Linked DNA regions of Zea mays: region 2 is linked to region 1. Evidence: chromatin contacts called from public Hi-C data. All regions are on one chromosome and are shown on one strand. Each heading gives the region's core, a stretch centred on a gene start, on an enhancer-like site or on the middle of the called end of the contact. The rest is flanking DNA. Distances are from core to core; before and after follow the strand shown.

Region 1 (6,293 bases), core at 1,633-4,132:
CACTTTATTAGAGTAAGTTCTAAAGCTTAGTTTATGCTTGCCGTTTTAAATAACTGTTTTGTGACTTCAGATGAGTACATACATAGGTCTTGTTTGGTTCAGATGACTAAAATTTAGTAATTAAACTTTAATTTAGTCACTAAAGAACCAAACAGTGATTAAAAGAGACTAAGGGCTGAAAACTTATTTTTCCCTCAATCTCTTGGATTATAAAAGAAGATTTGAGTTTACACACTAGCCCTAGAAACTAAAATAACTTTCTCCACCCCTTACCCTTCCTGGCTCAGTTATCCATGCATTGATTAGGGAGAACAATATGATGCCTAGTGATGACCAGCGCATGTGCATACATTAATTATAGGTAAAACCGTCAATATATGCGTCTTTTAACTAATTTTAGTCGCTAGAATCAAACCAGCACTTTTAGTAACTTTTAGTTTTTATTTGGAAGCAATTTATTTTCTGAAAATTAGTTTTTATTTTTTAGCTAAAAGAGGCTATCTTCTTGAAATTTAAGAAACTGTGAATCTAAATTTTATAAACTGAGCTATAAACTTATATGTTTGAAATCAACTTAATTTTATAAACTAGTTTCTTAAAATCTGAATGGTTCCAAATTAGACCTTAGGAAATAGTGGATTCGGTGACTAAAGGAACCGGGGCCATAGTCAGACGGTAGGTTTTCTAGTCGCAACGTACGAAATAGTGGATTCGTACAAACGGACGTGCACGTGGACTTGTCGGTGCCGGTAAAATATTCTTTGCTTCATTTCGTCTTTTTCCAGCTTGGTGGTAGGTGAGGGAAAAAATGAGACTGGCCATGTTTGGGACTTGGGAGATAGGTTCAGTTCCAAAAAAAATTTAGTAAAGTTATAAAATAAGTTATTAGGTGTTTTAGAAAATCGTGAAGATGAAACAATAAACTTTGCGAAAACATTTATATAAGTTATTTTGTTTATTATTTAAATTAAAAATATTTTTAAAACTATTATATCTTTCAAAACACCCCCTAGTGTAAGGAAAGCTACATGGATCTGGGCAGTTTGAAACTTCGAATGGAATACTTCCACATGCTATGAGTAGTTGACTGCTTACTGATTTTCATTTGTAGTATATGGTTGTTTCGTTGATGACACGTCCATGATCTAGGTTTTTTTTTTCGTTAAGTAGGATAAAAGCGGAAAGAGAAACTCCGAAGATGCAACTCATATGTTTGCTGGGCCTGGGCAGTGGTAAAAAAACGTGTTCCAGATCTGAAGGCGCCCATGCATGTTCCGATGACCGTGCCGGACGCTGTGCTGCCCCTGCCCGTGCACGAGCAGCTCGTGCGACGTGAACACGCGGGCTTACCTAACGTTTCAGCGGCGACGACGTGACGGTCGCGAACCCACGTTCAGTGGCCATCTCTATCCACCGCGAACCCACGTACAGTGGCCACGTTGAGCGTGCCGCGAGCGTAGCCAGTGTTCCTGCCACGTTTTTTTAAAAAAATTGGTAGGCCGCGCTGGCGATCAGCGACCCGGCCAACTATATGCTGGTATGGTCGGTGGGACAGGAGTGGCCCGCCCGTACGGTGGTAGTGGCACAAGTTTGGGTGTACGCGTGCACCCAAGTTTGGTAGTGGCACCCATCATATTTAACTATTTGTTTTATCCAATCCTTAAACAATAAAGTGAAGAAATTATTATTAAAATACTATTGTTAATAAAACCAATATAATGTTTATATAAATTTTTTTGAATGAAACAAACCGACAAGTAAGACAGCTAAAAGTTTAAAAGGGAGAGAGAGTACATGATAGTGTATAGGATTGGTAGCGGAGTATACTACTACTGTACTCGTAAAGGTTGTAGGCACGAATGATGTGAACTATCTATCTATGGGATAAAAAGTTTGAGGTAGTTTAACGTTTATGCCAACCCACCAACGACCTAGCTAGCTACTAGCACAACTAACTACAACACCCCGAAAAAAAAAGGAAATACTGTATTTCTTGTTTCAGTAACTGATGGGATCCCGTGAACAGCTAGCACATGCAGCTGGCCAAGTCAGAACTGAAGAACTAGCACATGCAACTAGCACATGGCTACTAGCACATGCAGGCGCAGCTGGCGCGACGCTGCGCCTGCGGTGCAGCAGGACCTCGTGAATAAACCGCTAACACTGTTTGATAGGAGCATCTAATCTAACTGCGGAAACTAACAATCCAAACTGAACACGGCTGAGTCAGAACTGAAGAGTGGTCTGACCTGATGAGCTCCCTCTGGAGCGCGCCGCCTTCCTTGGTGCGGCGGTGGGAGGTAGCGCCGAAGCCGGTGGTGACGCCGTAGCTGTCGGTGCCGTTCATCATGCTGCCCATGACCCAGTCGCTGCTGGCCCTGACGCGCTCGCGAGCGGACTCGTCCAGCTCCACGCGGGCCTCGCCGCCCCCGGCGCCCACGGCCACGGCGGCCACCTGCGCGACGCTCAGGCTGGCGCCCTGGATCTTCACCAGCGGGTCGCGGAACTCCGCCACCATCCGCTTCACCTCGTCCAGGTGGCTCCCGGACAGGCCCTCCGCGGCCTTGCCCCAGTTCAGCGGGTCGGCGCGCGGCGCCGGCATGCACAGGCCCTCGCCGTTCAGGGAGGAGCGGACAAGCAGGCCGGCCTCGGACTCCATTGCGGACGGGGACACGTGCGTGCGCAGATGAGCGCGCGCGGACGGAAGTAGAAACTAGCTAGCTAGCTGGGGGAAATTAAAAGCTACTACACAAGAGTAGTACTGCTGGTAACTAACTACTAATGTGGCAGTGCTGTAGACGAAGAGCTGGGGAAAGGTAGGCTCTTCGTCCTGAGGAGAACGGTGCGGGGGAGGGCGGGCTTAATAAATAGCGTGGCCACGGGTGGGAGGGGGAGGTTGTTGGGGTCAGATCAGAGACTGGCATGGCACCGGGGTAGGTTGTTGGCGGGCCGAGCTGACTCCGCGACGACGCCTCCCTGTCCCTTGGATGGGCCGGCCAACCTTCTGCCGCCGGCGCTGGCAGCTTGGCCCGCGCGCAGCCGGTCGTCGCATGGCCGCCTGCCTGGGAATACGACACTCGACATTGACCCGGCGCCGGCCCGTCTGCTCGACGGGGCTCTGGGTAGTCTGGTTGCCGCCGGACGACGGGCGCACGGCACCGCACCAGACGCGGTTGCGCCCGGAGGTGGGCTGGTGGTGGGTGGCCACTGAGTGCGACGGGCTTGGTGGGGGGAGCCCGTGTGTGTCTGGACTGGACGCGAGCTATTGCCCAAGTATTAGGTCTCGGTCAGTCGGGTGTCGAGTTGGTCCGGTCCGTTGCCCCGGACCTTACAGGCTTACACACGCAACCACTGGGAGATTGCAGATGCTGCAAGTATGTCACTAGAAATGGCACGAAATGACGAGTCCACTTCGTTACGTTAGCACTCACGACTCCCTCTCAGCTGTGGCCTCTAGCTCTAGGGCATCAAGCAAGTACACATCAACCGTCCAGAAACTGCGCGCTTGTTTTGCTTTGGTTGCAATTTCTGCCCGACTCTGATAACCGGCCGATTGGAGTAAACAGGGGGAAAAAATGGAGAATCAAGTACTCGACTCAAGTATCGCGAGGTCAAGTTGCCCCCATATAATTCTGCACCAGCAGGAGAACGTCCAAGGAAAGAAAGGCGCTCCAGATCTGGCGCAGCATGCAATCTGTTAACTACTACTTCACCAGCAGCACTAGTCCCCCATGAAGCACTTCGTTGTGTGAACCAACTCAACCAAGTCATTCACTGGAAATGTTGTGGCAAACACTCATTGTTGTTCCCAAGTTCAGAGAACCGTGTCGTGCATGAAATATTCCACGATTCAACATTTTGGACCAAGGAGGAATTGTATTTCTTCCTAGAAAGAAAAAAAAAACCAAAGGCGTAAAATATTGTTGAAAGCGGCGGTCTAGTATTATTTACTTATTTGTTTGTTTGTTTGTACCAGCACTATTATCACTGTAGATGGCCAACTGGCCGGCCCGACACGACCCGGCACGGGCCCGGGGAAGCACGGCCCATCAGCCAACGGGCCGGCCCGGGTATACGGGCTGAACGGGCCGTGCCTAGAGAGCCCACGTGCCTGGCCGTTGGCCCAGGCACGGCCCTCTGGGCCACTTTTTGTGTCGGACCAGCCCGCTAGGCACGCTCAAAAAAACGGGTCGTGCCAGTGCCAGCCCGCTAATGTTCCCAAACAGCAGAAAATATAGATAAATTTAACCAAAGTTAAAAAACAGCAGAAAATATAGACAAATATAATAAATGAGTTGTTTTGTGCAATGCTGCCTCATTAAAAACCTTTCTAGGTAAAACTCACCCTTGTGAGAAACCCTAGAAAGGAAAAAAGAGTGCAGCCAGCTCAAAGTTTAATCACTAAGTTTGTATGTGTTACAAATGTATATTACAATACAAAATGACTATCTCACAATCACTCAATGACAAAGGCACAAAGCAGTGAAAGCACAGATCAGATGACCACATCACAGTCTAGAAGTCTAGAACTAAGTAGTAAATACCAAAAGACACTAAGCAGCAACATGTTCATCTTCATCAAGAAATAAGTTCTGGAATGAGTCCTCAAGCTCTGGATTGTCAACAGCATGTTGTTCTCTCTTTTCTCCTAATTCCCAATCTTTTAAGCAAGTCAGCATCTCCACATTCTCAGGCAATAAGCGTCGTCGTCGCTCCTCAATTATCCTCCCTGTCAAACTGAAACAATACTCCAAAGAGACAGTAGATACAGGAACAGACATAATATCCCTAGCCATTATGGATAAAACTGGATATGTTAGCTTGTGGTCACGCCACCAGAGAAGTACATCAAAATCATCCTCATAAGAAGTGACATTGTCACTGTCTAAGTAGGCTGAGAGCTCACAAATAGCAGATGAAGATGAAGCAGAAGGGGTAGAGCTAGGGGGAGGACCAACAACACCTGAACTGGAATCTCCAAATATTCTTTCCCAAGCTTGTTTTCTTTTACCTGTATGAATAGAAGGCTGAGCAGCCCTTTGAGCCCTAACTGCACCAAACTTAGTCTCATATTTAGTAAACAGTTTATACAATTCATTTTTGACATCAGCATAATATGTACTGTACTCACACCCAGTGCACTCTCCAAGTAAATGCAACACATTAAAAAAACCTCTCATCTTAGCTCTAGGGTCCAGAATGAATGCATATGAATATAGCAAAGGTATGTCACTCCAGTATTTAAGGAATTTAAGTTGCATTGGAAACACAATAGTTCTAAGATTTAAATCTCTTTCACATGCTTTCAAATGTGATGCAATTTCCAGAATATGGTGAAGAACTAGTGGACTAGTTGGATAATAAACACCAGACAGAACAACAGTAGAGTCATAGTACAGTTCTAGAAACTCTAAAATCTTCTCAGCAACATACCAATGATTAGGAGGCAACAATTGTGACTCATAATGTGAATTGATGAAGACAGAAAAAACAGTTTTGTATGGGACCAAGTGTTTAAGCATCAAATAAGTAGAATTCCATCTAACATCCATATCCAAGCCAAATTTTCTGGGTCTAACACCCCTTGCTAAGCAGTACTTGTCGGCGTTTCGAGACCGGGGGGGTCCCTAAGCCGACGAGTGAGTGTGCCGCGTGCCCCAGCCCAGATGGGTCGAGCGCGTGGGCGAGCGCGAAGGGGGGAAGCGAGGTGGCCGGAGACGGGCGTGAGAGAGGTGGAAATCCCGCGGCCTTCGTGTTCGTCCCGCGCCCAGGTCGGGTGCGCTTGCAGTAGGGGGTTACAAGCGTCCACGCGGGTGAGGGAAGCGAGCGGCCCCAAGAGAGCGCCTGTCCCGTCCTCGTCCCCGCGCGGCCAACCTTCTCTAAGAAGGCCCTGGTCCTTCCTTTTATAGGCGTAAGGAGAGGATCCAGGTGTACAATGGGGGTGTAGCAGAGTGCTACGTGTCTAGCGGGGGGAGAGCTAGCGCCCTAAGTACATGCCAATGTGGCAGCCGGAGAGATCTTGGCACCCTGCTGGTGTGATGTCGTGGCTGTCGGAGGAGCAACGGAGCCTGGCGGAGGGACAGCTGTCGGAGCGGTTGAGTCCTTGCTGACGTCCCCCTGCTTCCGTAAGGGAGCTGAGAGCCACCGTCGTCACAGGGCTAGCGGGGCGCCATCATTGCCTATCTGGCGGAGCTAGCCAGATGGGACACCAGTCTTGTTCTCTGCGGCCCGAGTCGGCTCGGGGTAGGGTGATGATGGCGCTTCCTGTTGACGTGGCTGGCCTGTGCCCTAGG
Region 2 (6,293 bases), core at 1,845-4,344, 530 kb after region 1:
TCTGCAAGGTGGTCAAGCCCTTGGCGGTTTGTCGCGGGGAGGGAGAGGGAAGCGCCGCCAAGGGTAGGCACAACTGGACACGACTTCGTCGAGGGCGGATGTGGAGGGAGAAGGAAAGCATCGCAAGGGCAGGTGCGTTGGAGAAGAGAGGGTGACGCTTACCGGTGAGAAAGCGACGGGGAGGGTGGTCATCGACGCTGCGCTGCGCTGCGCCGCCACGCCGTCACTGGCGTCGTCGCTTCTTCGCCTCCTCCGCGCCAGTGCTGCGCTGTCTCGTCGAGATCGGATCCGGAGGTCAGTAGACCAGGATTCATGTCGGGCCGTTGTAGAAGAGAAAACTTCAAACCGGATCACTCTCGCTTTCGATCTAGACCCAAACGAACAGCTGTCGCATAAAGGGCCGAATTATAAACCAGAGCATTTCCTTCTGCCTGGAATCAGACCCGGAATGGGATAATTCTGCCGAAACGAACGGGCCCTCAAACGAACGGACCCTAAAAATGCTAAACTTTAGAACCCTACGAGGTAAAGGTTAGCACATGTATGTAAACGTACGTTTATTTGCGATGGCAGGGCTATCAGAGATCCCTACTTCCGTTGCAAGCAGGGAGACCTTTCCCTCCTTTTAAGGCCAGAGCAGGACCATCAAGCTAGGTAGCCCCGTCATAGCATTTGATTTGGTTTTTAATGTGGCGGAAACATCGATGGAGGAACGTGGAGGCATGATGGAACGACGAGGCGTGTGGAGCCAGCCACTCCGGTGCCGGTAGGTCGCGGCAGGTGAGCTGTCCCTAATCCTCTTCTACGGCGCGCGTGTTGACTTGCTGCTGGACCGCCCATGGGCTCACGGCTGGCCGCCTGGCCGTGCACATGCCACCGCTGCGCGCGCATCCAGTTCCTTGCCAACTCTTTCTACGTTTCCAGAAGTTTACACAGCCAAAGGTCACCGACAGATTCTCAAACGACCAGACCCGAGTCGTCCAAACCGCCGGTCTCCAGGGAACGGGCTCGATCCAAACGGTTTGGAGCCGACACACCACACGTGACGTGTGACAATAACCCACTACAGAGATATCATCCCGAACGCGTGTCGTTAATCGTTAGCCTCACATATCTCATTTTTTTTCTCGTTCCCTATTAGCCTGTTCGCTGAGAATTAAAGTCTTATTTAAACTTATTATAATTTATAAAGACAAAACACTATAGAAAACAGTAAAAATCGGTACAAATTAAAACCAAACGAATATGCTATATAGTTTCACGTCCCCTAATTTACGCAATCTACTGAATACAACCTTAATATTTGTATTCGTTCCCGTAAATAAATGAGTATCTAGATCGCTTCTTTATATTTCTTTCATTCCGATTCTACTACTTGGACACTCAGCTTCTTAATTTTGTCTTAAGCTTTTCTTTGCATTACACCGTCTCGATCTAAAAAAAATATTGCATACCAGATACAAACATATCTCATTGCAGCAGTCCCTCACATTTGTGGCTTGCATGGCCACGAATTAGAGCTGGATATCGAGCCAGCTCGGTTTGACCCGTCCGAATTTAAGTTGACTCGTTAAACTAATGAGCTGGCTCAACTCAACTCGTTAAACTAACGAGTTATAGAGCCAGCTCGAGCTCGGCTCGTCCGCTTGTAGCCAAACTGATCCGTTTAGCTCGTGAGCCACGTTCGAAAAAGCAACATATATATATAATTATTTTCTAGTTAATTTTAAATTAATTTAACAATAGAAAATAGTAATTATACACATAGTTTCGTAGACTACATCAATGCAACACCAAATTAAACTCATCAATTCATCATCAATTTACAACTCACACACATGTTCATCAATTTAACCCACATTCATATTCACATAGACTAATTTACCACATAGACACAGTTCATCAATCATCAGTTTAACTCATAGGTCGTAGACACCAAATATATATATAACATGTTCATCAATTGAAACGTAAATGATATGTATATATTTTTATTTTGCTGAAATGTGATAACTCATTTAGCTCACGAGCTTGCTTGTTCATGAACCGAGCTAGGATGTCAACTTATTTCGTGAAAAAAATTCAAACGATCCGATGCAAGCTGACCACAAATCGAGCTAGCCGACAAGCTACCAGTGTTTCATCTAGCTCTACCACACACAGAAGTCACAACTCACAAGTCCCAAACAGTCGACCTCAATTTTCTATCCGTGTGGGTCTGAAGATAGGGGTGGTAATGGGTCATTTAGTTTAGCCTAGCAAATTTAAGGATTGAATCAAGTTAGGGTCGGATCATAAAACAATACAATTTTGAACTAACAAAATTAAAGATCTTGTTGGTTTGTGAACCAAGTATTAGGGCCATGATCCATTACCACCCCTATCTGAAGATTACGAATGTGAGAGCTGCAATGAGATGTGTTTGCATATTTCAATTAGTATACGTAGTCCATTGTTGCATTGTTAAAATATATTAAATCGTATAAATCATTTTTAAGAATAAATCTATTGCATTGTGAAGATGAGGTCAAATTTGCAATAACGAGTGCAATATAAGGCAATTGTCATCTTTTTATATATTTAATCTAACACTGTTAGTGGTTGTTAACGAAATAGACGAAAGCTTCAATTTCAAAAAAAAAGATACAATTTTACAGAAACGAAGTTCATTTCCAAAATTTCTATCTCTACTATATATAAATCACCAATTTCTACGGCGTCACCTTCCATTTTCCACGTAATACAAAAAAATAAATTAAAATTATATACAAATAAGAGTTTATACTTTTATTGTTGTTTTCACGCTTTTACCCACATAATTAATGGAATATATATTTTTGTATCTTATTTAAATAAAATATACTAATATGATATATAAAATCCGTGGTAATGCATGAGCAAGTCACTAGTTGGGGCACTTTTGCAGTTGGCCTGAATACCCTTTGCAGTCTCGGTGGTTTCACGCGTGCGTCCCTGCCATTTCTCGAGTCGACGCCCCCACTTGCAGAGTTGGATGAGCTGCTACGAGGATCGACCGAGCCACCCAAAAGCAAAAAGCTACACCAGGTCTACAGCGCCGGGAGTCCGGGATCCAGCCACGGCCACGGGGGGCGCTCTCGAGAGAAAGATCCAGCCCCAAAGGCCCAAACCCGAAACCCCTCTCTTCTTCCTCCTTCCATTGGGGTCGCGTCCAACAAGAGGTTGGCCAGCCATCCCGCGCGAGCCACTTCCTCTCTCCTCCCCATCGGATCCAGCGCCACGCGGATCCGCAAGGCAATCCATGGCCTCTACCCAGGCGGAAGCGGAGGCGGGGGCACCGGCCCCGCCCGAGGCGGCGGAGGCGAAGGAGAAGGGCAAGCAGGGCGGGGTGCTGGGGAGGGTGTGGCGGGCGCTCTTCGGTGGCCGCGAGGACTTCGAGAAGCGGCTGCAGTACCTGTCCAAGGAGGAGGCAGCCGTGCACGCGCGGATGCGCCGGCGGACGCAGTTCTCGCGCCGCGCCGTGCGGAACCTCATCGTACTCTCCGTCCTCGCCGAGGTCTCCACGTGTTTTCCTTCTTTCGCCCCTCTTGTTTTCTGTTCCCACCCAATGTTTGGAGATGATTTGGTGATGCGGGTAGCGGTTTTGCTCGTCTTTGGATTCGTGGTCATTCGAATTGTTATCGTGGAGGAGAGTTTGCTCACAATATGAGACGGTGTCTGTTACGCGTGTTCCGGTAACCGATCCCTAGGCACTGTTTGCTGCATACGGTGAATTATTACTCTAATGCTTGAGATTAGCTTATAATGGCGCGGGAGACGAACAACAGAAAAGATGACGCCCCAAAGATGACTTCCTTAAAAATGTGGATGCCTCTCTTTTATTTCGACCAAGGGTAAAAGGGCAACCACTTTACTTGCATTAGATGCCTTGTGTTTTTTAGATATCTTACGGACTGTATCCGAGTTATGATACATGTATGGTCTTTCCGTGCTGCAGTACGTTACCAGCGAGTTAAAGAGGGGTTTCTCACATGATACGAAGATTCATGCCTAGCATCACCGGTGAATACGATAATTCTGTCGTTAATCAGTTCTGTAGTAATCATTCCATTGTTCTTTCAGCTTCCAACGTTTAGGGCTAGTTTGGAAACACCGTTTTCCCAAGGGATTCTAATTTTCCCAAGGGAAAATGAACTAATTTCCCTTGGGAAAATTAGAATCCCTTGGGAAAACGGTGTTTCCAAATTAGCCCTTAGAGTGAAATACTCCTGCTGGAAAATAGATACATGGATGTGTACTGTGATTTCTTGTCAGGATTACATGTTTAGATACCTAGTTCTGTTCGTTTTTTTCCTTTGTAATTTCTGGTTGTCAGTAACCATATATTGCCTATGGTAGTGTCCTCAAGGCAATACCTAGGTGACAAGGCATACCGTCCCAAGGATGCCATACCACCTTAATTCCTTAAGAACATCGGTCTATACTAAATCTTTTGAAGTTCACAGAAAAAAATATTCAGTTCATGTTACAGGCTGTTATGGGACTTAAGCTCATAAGCTAGGTCATTAGGGTTAGGTTAGCCACCGTTAGGGTAGCCACCTCTATATAATGAGAGGTGGAGGTCATTAGCAGGTAAGCAAGAAGAATAGATCTGGTTTACTCTTAGGGCCTCCTACGGGAGGACGAGTACCGGGACTATCTTGCGAGTGCATTTGTGTTCATAACAAATTGGTATCGGAGCCACTACGCGCGCATCGCCACCATGGCGGCATGCACGACGATGTGGAGACCCTCTATGTTGCGGAGAAACTTGATCGCATACTAGCGCAGCTGCAAACCATAAACAATAGGCTGGATTCCCACGACGCTCGCCTGGCCAAGCTCCAGCAGGCATGGGTTGGCTCCTCTGCTGCTACCACAGGCGGCTTGGGCGCAGGCAGCGTGGGCATGAGTGGTGAAGGTGGCCTGGGTGCTGGCAGAGGCGGCCACATGGGCAGCGGCGCCGTTGCTTTGGAGGAGGCAAACGAGCCCCGCGAGGGAGTACTCAAGGCACCGGAGGTCGGCAAATTCGCCCTCGCCGGCGTGACCGGGGTCTGAGAGGTTGGTGCGTGGGGCCAACGTAGCCTCATATGCCTTGTCCAACCGCTTGAGCAGACGCTCCTCTAGCTTGTCCGTCGAGGCGCGGAGCCACAATACCGCATCCTCTGTCGCGGCTGGATTGGGATCAGAGGCTGAGGGGCACCGCCGCAGGGCCCTCGCGGGTGGAGCGGCCCCTCCGTGACGCGTGGCTTCCACAGTCGCGGGATTGTTCGGCCATCAAGGCTAAGTCGAAGGCGGCGCCGAGGAAGTTAGCGAGGTCGATGAGGAGGCAGAACGTAGAGAAGGGCGACGAGGAGGGCAGCACCCCGCACGGCGCGAGGAGGCGAAAAAAGACCCTCAGGGAGCTCGACATTGAGGTGGGTGGGCGAGCCATCCGGTGGCGGCCGGTCCTCCCCCGCCTGGCGGTCTGCTCGTGGTGGCCAAGCTAGCTGCATAGGGTTCCAATCTGGGCCAGGCCTTCCATGAATGGGCCGGATTGGTCCCGATTTGGACCAAATTGGCAAAGTAAATAGGCTCTGTCCCACTATTTTCTTTTTACAACTCTAAATTAATTGTTTTAGGAGAATAAAATACTAAGTCGAGATGTAAAAGACTTAGTATTAGTGTCGTTTTAGTTTTCGAGTCGAGGCTGTTATGGGCCTTAAGCCCATAAGCTAGGTCATTAGGGTTAGGTTGGCCACCTCTATATAATGAGGTGGAGGTCATTAGCAAGTAAGCAAGAAGAATAGATCTGGTTTACTCCTAGGGCCTCCTATGGGAGGACGAGTATCAGGACTATCTTGTGAGTGCATCTATGTTCATAACATTCATCAGTTATGCAAATGTCTACCATGTACTTGTAACTAACCTTGATTTGGCGAGATGATTACCCCCTCGGGTACTGTAGCATATATATAGGCAGACAAGAATATATGGGCTTTATGGGCCTTAACACCCCCTGTCAAACTCAAGGCGGAAGTGGAGGATTTGAAGCATTGAGTTTGATTAGATGAAACTGATGTTGTGCCCTAGTTTATGCTTTTGTGAAGAAATATGCAAGCTGTAATTCTGAGGGCACATATTGAAGATCAATGGTCTTCTGATGACAATGAGATCTAGTGAATGAGACATCAACGCCAATGTGTTTTGTGAGTTCACGCTTCACTGGATCATGACAAATTTGTATAGCTCCAGTGTTGTCACAGTGAAGAAGCGTAGGTGAGTCACAAGAAACG

What was found. Hi-C and Micro-C count contacts between places; a contact is called where the count stands out from the background.
Region 2: a Hi-C map of ear shows a contact between it and region 1, with 1.8 times the contacts expected there. The contact joins the promoter of LOC100276301 here to the promoter of LOC100285115 in region 1. A contact is called at or near these places in 2 of 25 Hi-C or Micro-C datasets (ear and leaf mesophyll).

Annotation. Positions count from the first base shown.
Region 1 is chr4:148,641,160-148,647,452 of Zm-B73-REFERENCE-NAM-5.0, forward strand. It overlaps LOC100285115 (phenylalanine ammonia-lyase), which reads right to left and starts at 2,883. Exons shown (of 2, transcript NM_001158010.2): 1 at 2,250-2,883. The coding sequence starts at 2,659.
Region 2 is chr4:149,172,800-149,179,092 of Zm-B73-REFERENCE-NAM-5.0, forward strand. It overlaps LOC100276301, which reads left to right and starts at 3,095. Exons shown (of 5, transcript NM_001374050.1): 1 at 3,095-3,535. The coding sequence starts at 3,281. LOC103653811 (a long non-coding RNA gene) reads right to left here and starts at 691. Exons shown (of 3, transcript XR_565727.1): 1 at 556-691.